Linked DNA regions of Oryzias latipes: region 2 is linked to region 1. A link is a contact called in public Hi-C data. All regions are on one chromosome and are shown on one strand. Each heading gives the region's core, a stretch centred on a gene start, on an enhancer-like site or on the middle of the called end of the contact. The rest is flanking DNA. Distances are from core to core; before and after follow the strand shown.

Region 1 (3,419 bases), core at 559-3,058:
AGAAGCCCGAGGGCAACAATCTGCCATAAACAGTCAGAAGGATAACAAAGAAAAACAGAAACAGAAAATCCAACTATCCTGAAATAATTTAAATTAATGTCATTTAAAGTACATTTAAAGTTCCAATCATCTTTTGATGTGTTGTTTCTGGTACTCCTTTAATTGTTATGCAGTTTCTAGCCCAAACCCCAAAACCTGTTGTTTTCCAGGACATAGTTTCTGCAGAGCGGCAGTATTCATTAGAAATCCGCCTCTGAGTTATGGGCGGGGCCATTGCTATGGAGCACCCCCCCCTTCCCAATTACCGACAGCTTTCTGTTTACGTGCTTTCCCACTAGCTTACAGCCCCTCATATCCCCCAACCAAACATGACAGGTGCAACAAAAATGGTGAGCAATAGCCGACATCCAGCCAGACTCCAGCTCTGACGAGGGAAAAACACAGACGTACACTGATCTAGTCGTCCACAAGTGATAATGTCATAATAATGCATCAGAAAGGAGGTCTTTTTTAAACCATATTTTTTCATCTGCTCCTGATTCACAATGATTTTAGGAAAGAAATACTCAGAAATGCAATTTTAAGCCTATTTTTTTCTTTATAAATGCCCTCCATTGTCAGAAAAATGTCACAAGAACATGTTTAAAAACAACAACACAATTTTCTTTATCAGAGTAGGTTTTGAAAACACAGAAACATCATTTAGTTACAGTTCAGGAGGAAATCCTGAAAGATTTGACGCTGATTTCATAATTTATCTTTACCTTTCTGGCAAGAAGGCTTTTCCTCCTGACCCCACAGGGCTCCAGATGTAGCCTCCCCCTGAGGGCCAGCTCCACCAGCATACACCCACGGAGACCGGAAGAAATACAGTCGTTCCAGAAAGACGTGTAACCCTGAAGGAGAGGAGGAAGAGGACAAAACACGACTTCCTTGTTAACAAACGTGTTAAGCAAGTTGAGATACATACTGTCAGGTTGTGGCAAAAAAAGAACACAGTCGGTTTGCTCAAACCCAAAGACCCAAGCAACTCAGTGAAGTTGTCAATCAGCGGGAAATAACTTTTGATCCGCGGAATCTAGTTTATCCAGACAAAAAGTAGAGCCAAACGGCCGCGGTGAGATTAAAGCCACCTACTACTAGCCGATTGACACGTTGCACTGTGACATCATAAATAAATACGAGATGCCCGTAAAACATTTTCCGAAAAACAATTTCAAAATCAAGCTTAAAAACACAAATGGAAGTCGGCGGCACTGACATTTATGCTTGGGGAACCAAAGTAAACACTGGTGGTGTTCTACGGTTATGTTAAACTAATTGGTGACTAGCTAGCTTAGTCGGCGAACAACACAAACAACCGTCACCTCTCTATCCTTGAGGCCCAGGAGCAACACTTCCTCCATTAACGTAAGTCTGGTTTCCTTGGAGTCCCCTTTGTCGTCGTCTTCCTCCTCCCCGCGGCGGGCCTCGTCGTCCTCGTCGCCAGACCCCTTCTCCTTGTCGGCGGCGGCATTGCGACTAGCCTCGGTCTTCCGTTGGACGAGGCCCGAGGTTCTCTGCGTTAGAGAAGTCATCCCTAAAAGACGGCAGCTTGTTCGGATTCGAAGACAAACAACGGATGCAAACAGAGGTAGGCGCGAGCCGCATGTAACTTCACTCTGTAAGGTGGGTTTAAGGGGGAAACAGTGAGTCGGATCGAGCCGAAACGGCCGCTGACGTTAAGCTCGGCTCGGGATTCCTGCAGAAACTCTGCCTACTTCCTGATCCAACATGGCGGCGAATGCAGTGACGTCAAAGTATGAGCCGTGAATGCGTCTCCGGTGTTACCTTCATGGTCATCGGGATTTCTTTTGAACGATATATGTTGCCAGGTAGGTGAGTGGTGAAATTATCCATAAAACACAACAGGATAATACACTTATGATTAAGCAACATTCTTTGTTTGTTTCATAAAAAGCATCGCAGGATAAAAAAATAATATTTTTTTATTGTAAAATTGTTTTCAGCTTTTAATAAAGAAAAACTATACTTTTTACAAGTTCAGACTGATTCCAGTATACAATCAATGTGTGCAGATGCAGATACCATGACATTAAAGGTGTTCATAATACAATTACCTTGATATTTCAGGGTTTACTCAGAGTTTTGTGGACTCTCAATGTAGCTGAGGTTACTCCAGTACATTGATAATTGTGTTTTTGTGCCATTTCTTTTATCAATTGATGCGAATAAGGAGAAGATGAGAAAAAGCAGTTGGAAACAACCTGTAGCAGTGACTGTGTTACAGTTGGCAGGCTACAACGTCCCTGCGCCGCTCCCTTCGGATGCATCTATACTTGCAAACAAAAAGATGTATGTACATCTTCCTCATCTGAGCTGGCGTCTGGCTCCAAACTGTAAAGCTGGATAGATCCAATATTGCTTGCCATTCTTTTACACCATGAATGTTAGGTTGGGGTTGTGAGGGTCTGTATGTTAACAGGATAGAGTATAAAGTAAGGGATAATGGGAAATGAGCGAAGGCTCACTCTGCACCAACAGTCCTGCCCACAACTGAGAGGTGAATTTTTGATTTACTACTGCTACTCTGCAGAAACTATGTGTAAGAAAACATAAATATATATTTTCACTGTGGCTAAAAATTGCATAATAACAATTAAAGGACTACCGGGAACGCTTTGACAACATATCAAAAGATGATTGGAGAGGGACTTTAAGTGACGTTAACTTATTTCAGTTGTATTATTGGTTTTACTGCAACAATCCAGGGTTTTTCCTGGTTGGAAAAATAACCAGTGAATTTCTGCCATTGTTAAAAGGTAAACAGTAAACAATTACTACAGAAAGTTTTACATTTGCTTGTTTTTCTGAAGATTATGTAATACAATTGCACTGGAGTTTTTTCCCCTCACAGCATGACACGTCAATATACATTATCAACACTAGGTGGCAGGACTTGATTGTGAAATATGACCAGGCATCTCCTCTGTCTTTGTTTTTATTATCAGTGTTACCAAGGAAACCTAAATTATGTCTACTTTACTTTGATAGAATATCACAACCATTAAGCCCTTCGGAACATTTGAATTCAGCAACAATCTTTTATGATTCACGCCAAAGTCATCTCCTGTTTTCTTGTTTTCTTAGAACATAAACTTTGCTCATGGACGGTCCACAATGAGCCAAAAGGTTATGTTGTTGTACTGTTAGACAGTCTTTTCATTGGCAGACGTCTGTCAGAGATACACACTGTGCAAATAAAATCCTATATTTCTCCTAATTGCAGTTTTTTTTTCTATGTTTGTCATGCATAAATCACTTGTGCAAGCTAATGCAAGGTAAATGATGTCTTTCTTGTATTATTTTATTTAATTTGTAGTTACTTTTTTATTACAGCAAAATGAACACAGGAAATT
Region 2 (3,419 bases), core at 477-2,976, 70 kb after region 1:
CCTCTTTCTGTGCTGCTGCAGTGTAACTGTAAACTGGAAAAGGTTGAAGCCAAGTGTTATCCAGACAGTAAAGCACATCCGTGGTTCTAGTGACAGACGTTTTGTCTGATGACGCACTGCTCTAGTTAGTGCTCCTCAGTGTGACTAAATTGTAGTTGTTTTTTTAATAAATATCGGTATGTCTGTGTCCTTTCACCAGGTCCAGAGATGTTGCAGAGCTTCATGCAAACATGTCTTTCAACCCTGGTAAAATCAACCTGCAGCAGCCTCAGAACAAGTGCGAACACAGGGGCCGGGAGTCTGTGTGTGTGGTGACCACAGTCTGCTTTTACTACAGGGTCAAATCTGATAACCAGAACTTAGAGTCTAATGCAAGTGAGTTAATCAGGACCATATTTTATCCTGGCTTGTTCTTCTTTTTTGATGCCCCACAAACCTTTTTTTTAATAATACATATATATCCGTGTTTGTTGCATCCTGCAGATATCATTTATACCTTAATTCTGGATGCCCCACGGGCAATAGCCAGGGCTTCGTTCCTCAATGACAGCGAAAAAAGTAACCGCACGATCACCGAGACCTTCCTCATCAAAGACAGAGAAGCAAAATGCATGACCAAGACCTTCATCATGTCGGCAAGTACTCTACTCTCACCAGGCTGTGACCAGTTATGGTTTCCTTCTGAACACACGATGACCTCAGATCTATTCTGAAGATTCCTCAGAGAACGTATCTAGGTGAACTGGAGCCCTCAAACCTCACTGTTCTTCCGTGCAGGTTTTGTTCACAGCTTATGGAAGATGTTAATGGCGTTTGAGGGCTGTTAGTCAAAGGGAAGACAGGACAATGCAAAGCAGGAGGTTCTAACATGAAACAGAGCCGCCGTGATCAAAGCCTCCAGAGTTCAGAGCCGAGCTCCTTAGAGAGATAAATCATCTGGAGTTACATGTTTAGCATGTGCACAAAAAAGCAAAGGGAATCACATAGGGAAGTTGGTGCATTTTGTATCTGACAAAGTGACATTTGACATTCAAAACATGCTGCACCTAATAGAAGAGTTCGAAGTCACAAGGGGCTTTCTCTTTGCTCACCCTCTGCAGGAGTTCACGGGTATCTGGCCTTAAGCAGAGACAGAGGAGCTAATCAGCGGTAACAGCTGGTGGTGTGTTTGCTGCACATGAATGCAGTGTCTGTTCTACTGTGCCAGTATCAGCAGGATTATGCCATCTATTCCAATACGGAAGCTGAAAAATGTCGTAGAATCTGTTGCAGCCATAAAACCTTTGCCTGCAGCGTTACTGGATGGATTATGGTTAGTGGTGGACTGCGGTCCAGGTCAGCAGACACGGGTTGAGAAGGGAAGGGAAGGGGAGAAACTCAGGAGAGATGGCACACAAGTTTATGAACAACGGTATTTAGTTGATGAGGAGAAACCAAGTGAATCAAGGGAGTATGGAAAATTATAAAAAAACGCTTCTTTACATTTTTGATGCTTTAATGCTGCTTATGTTTTGATTCCCATCAGGGATAAGCTTCAGAAAGACCTCTGACTGTCTCTTTAACACAAAATCCTGTCTCATCCAGTCAAAAAGTTCACCTTGAAACAGTAGAGCTTCCAGTTCATGATTCACTGTATGTCTTGTCCTACAGCTTTAACTCAGGGCTAGTCACATACACCCGCACAGGTCAACCCCCTGCAGGTTTTTGGCCTGTCCAGGCCCGTGGAGGGCTGTATACAGGAGCAGTTGCATCTCACGGGGTGGGCCTTGCAGCTCCCTTTTGATTTGTATGGCCACCTTAAGGGAGGTCATAAAAATGGAACAGACCATTGTTGTGTGTGTGGTAAGCGGTGTTCACACTAGACCATTGCTACTCGATATTAGCACATGTCCTACACCTATTGTGGAAAAGGCTTTGAGCAAAGTGTTGAACCGGACCATTTAAAATTGATCATGTATATATATATATATATATATATAAATTACTCCTCCATGATCAATTTTAAATGGTTGGCACTTCAGTGAATTGAAAGGAGCGCCATCCAAACTTCACTACCAAATCCGTGTCCCTGATCGGTTAAAGTTTTACTGATATAACTGGCGCGTTCAATTGCTGCGCGGAAACGGACGTAAAAACTAGCGTAGCCACACATAAACATGAGAGTTTTCAACGCTGAAGCCCCTTTGCCATGTGTAGCTTTAGGCCTTAATTTGTGATTAAAACTTTAAAATTTAGCAGCAAAATTAACAACAAATAGAAGCATAAAAAGACAAAGTAAACGTATGACTCAACCAGAAAGTAAATTGATTTTTAACCATTTTAACCTTTAACCTTTAGATCAGGTAACTTTTTGATTCCCAGAGGATGAAACTTTCCCCTTTAATCATAACTCATAACACTGGATGTTATGCAGTTTCTTTGGTTGCAGTCTCCCCCGTAGTGAACAAACAATGGAAAAACTTGCCCCAATACCCCACACATTTTAGCCTTCATGATAGGAAAAAGGGATTTAAACAAAAAGAGATTCAGGTTGATTTTATAGGTCAGTGCTGTCACATAGCTTATTTTTTCTTCCTCTCCTCACTGTGTTTCTATGCCCCCCACTGTCCAAACCAGTAAATACGTCACCCCAGCATCTGCTCAAAGGAGCGACACATAAATTTGTGATGACATTCATGGTTCCCAGTGGATGATTCCTGCTGGCTGCTGATTATCTGCCCTTTGCTCTGCCATCAGGTTGATCTTTTTTTGTTTAGATGGTTGGAGGTGAGATGGTTCACCTCTATCGGTTGGTACATAAACTAAGTTGAAAGATTGTAGCAGCATCCTGTTAAACATAGAGACACTGTTTGCTCTCATAATACTCATAAACCTTTGCATAACAGATTTCAAAAGGAGTCTGAAACCTTCCTTGAAGATGTCTGTCTCCCATAGAAACCCCCAGAGGGATATTTAGCGGAGGTGGAAGGCTCTACTCCTCGAGGATCTTTTTTGACATCTTTGACCTTTCAACTGTTGATGACATAGATCACAGGTGTCAAACTCCAAGCCTCGAGGACCATTGTCCAAATGGTTTCCATGTAGGACACTGGCCTAACCTGTCATTTCAGTTCCTTTTTGGCTAAACACACCTGATCTAGGCAATCAGAAACATTTCTTAGAAAGAATTTCTTAAAAAACAAGCAGGATACCGGCCTCCAAAGAATGGAGTCTCACACCCCATAGGGGTTGCCGAACCCTGGTCCTCAAGAGCTACGGCCCTGTCTGTTTTCCAGCTCTTCCTGGACAGTTTGATGCTGACTAACTAAATCTGGTGTATTTAGTCAATCAAGATTTGGAATCCCTTGGGTCAGCAATAAAAAACAAGCTGGGAAGAGCTGGAAAACAGGCAGGGTTGTGGCTCTTGAGGACCAGGATGA

The links. Hi-C and Micro-C count contacts between places; a contact is called where the count stands out from the background.
Region 2: a Hi-C map of gastrula embryo shows a contact between it and region 1, with 1.7 times the contacts expected there. The contact joins the enhancer-like site here to the promoter of LOC101166973 in region 1. A contact is called at or near these places in 5 of 5 Hi-C or Micro-C datasets (embryo, fibroblasts and gastrula embryo).

Annotation. Positions count from the first base shown.
Region 1 is chr12:8,300,206-8,303,624 of ASM223467v1, forward strand. LOC101166973 (Golgi phosphoprotein 3) reads right to left here and starts at 1,809. Exons shown (of 5, transcript XM_004074555.4): 1 at 1,368-1,809; 2 at 765-896. The coding sequence starts at 1,577.
Region 2 is chr12:8,370,180-8,373,598 of ASM223467v1, forward strand. itga1 (integrin alpha-1) reads left to right here. Exons shown (of 30, transcript XM_023960678.1): 16 at 200-375; 17 at 484-635. Among protein-coding and RNA genes, the nearest start is that of kcmf1, 11 kb to the right of the region's middle. Within about 2 kb of position 1,727, at least 1 of the 8 cell types and tissues checked has an H3K27ac peak or open chromatin away from gene starts, as enhancers often do.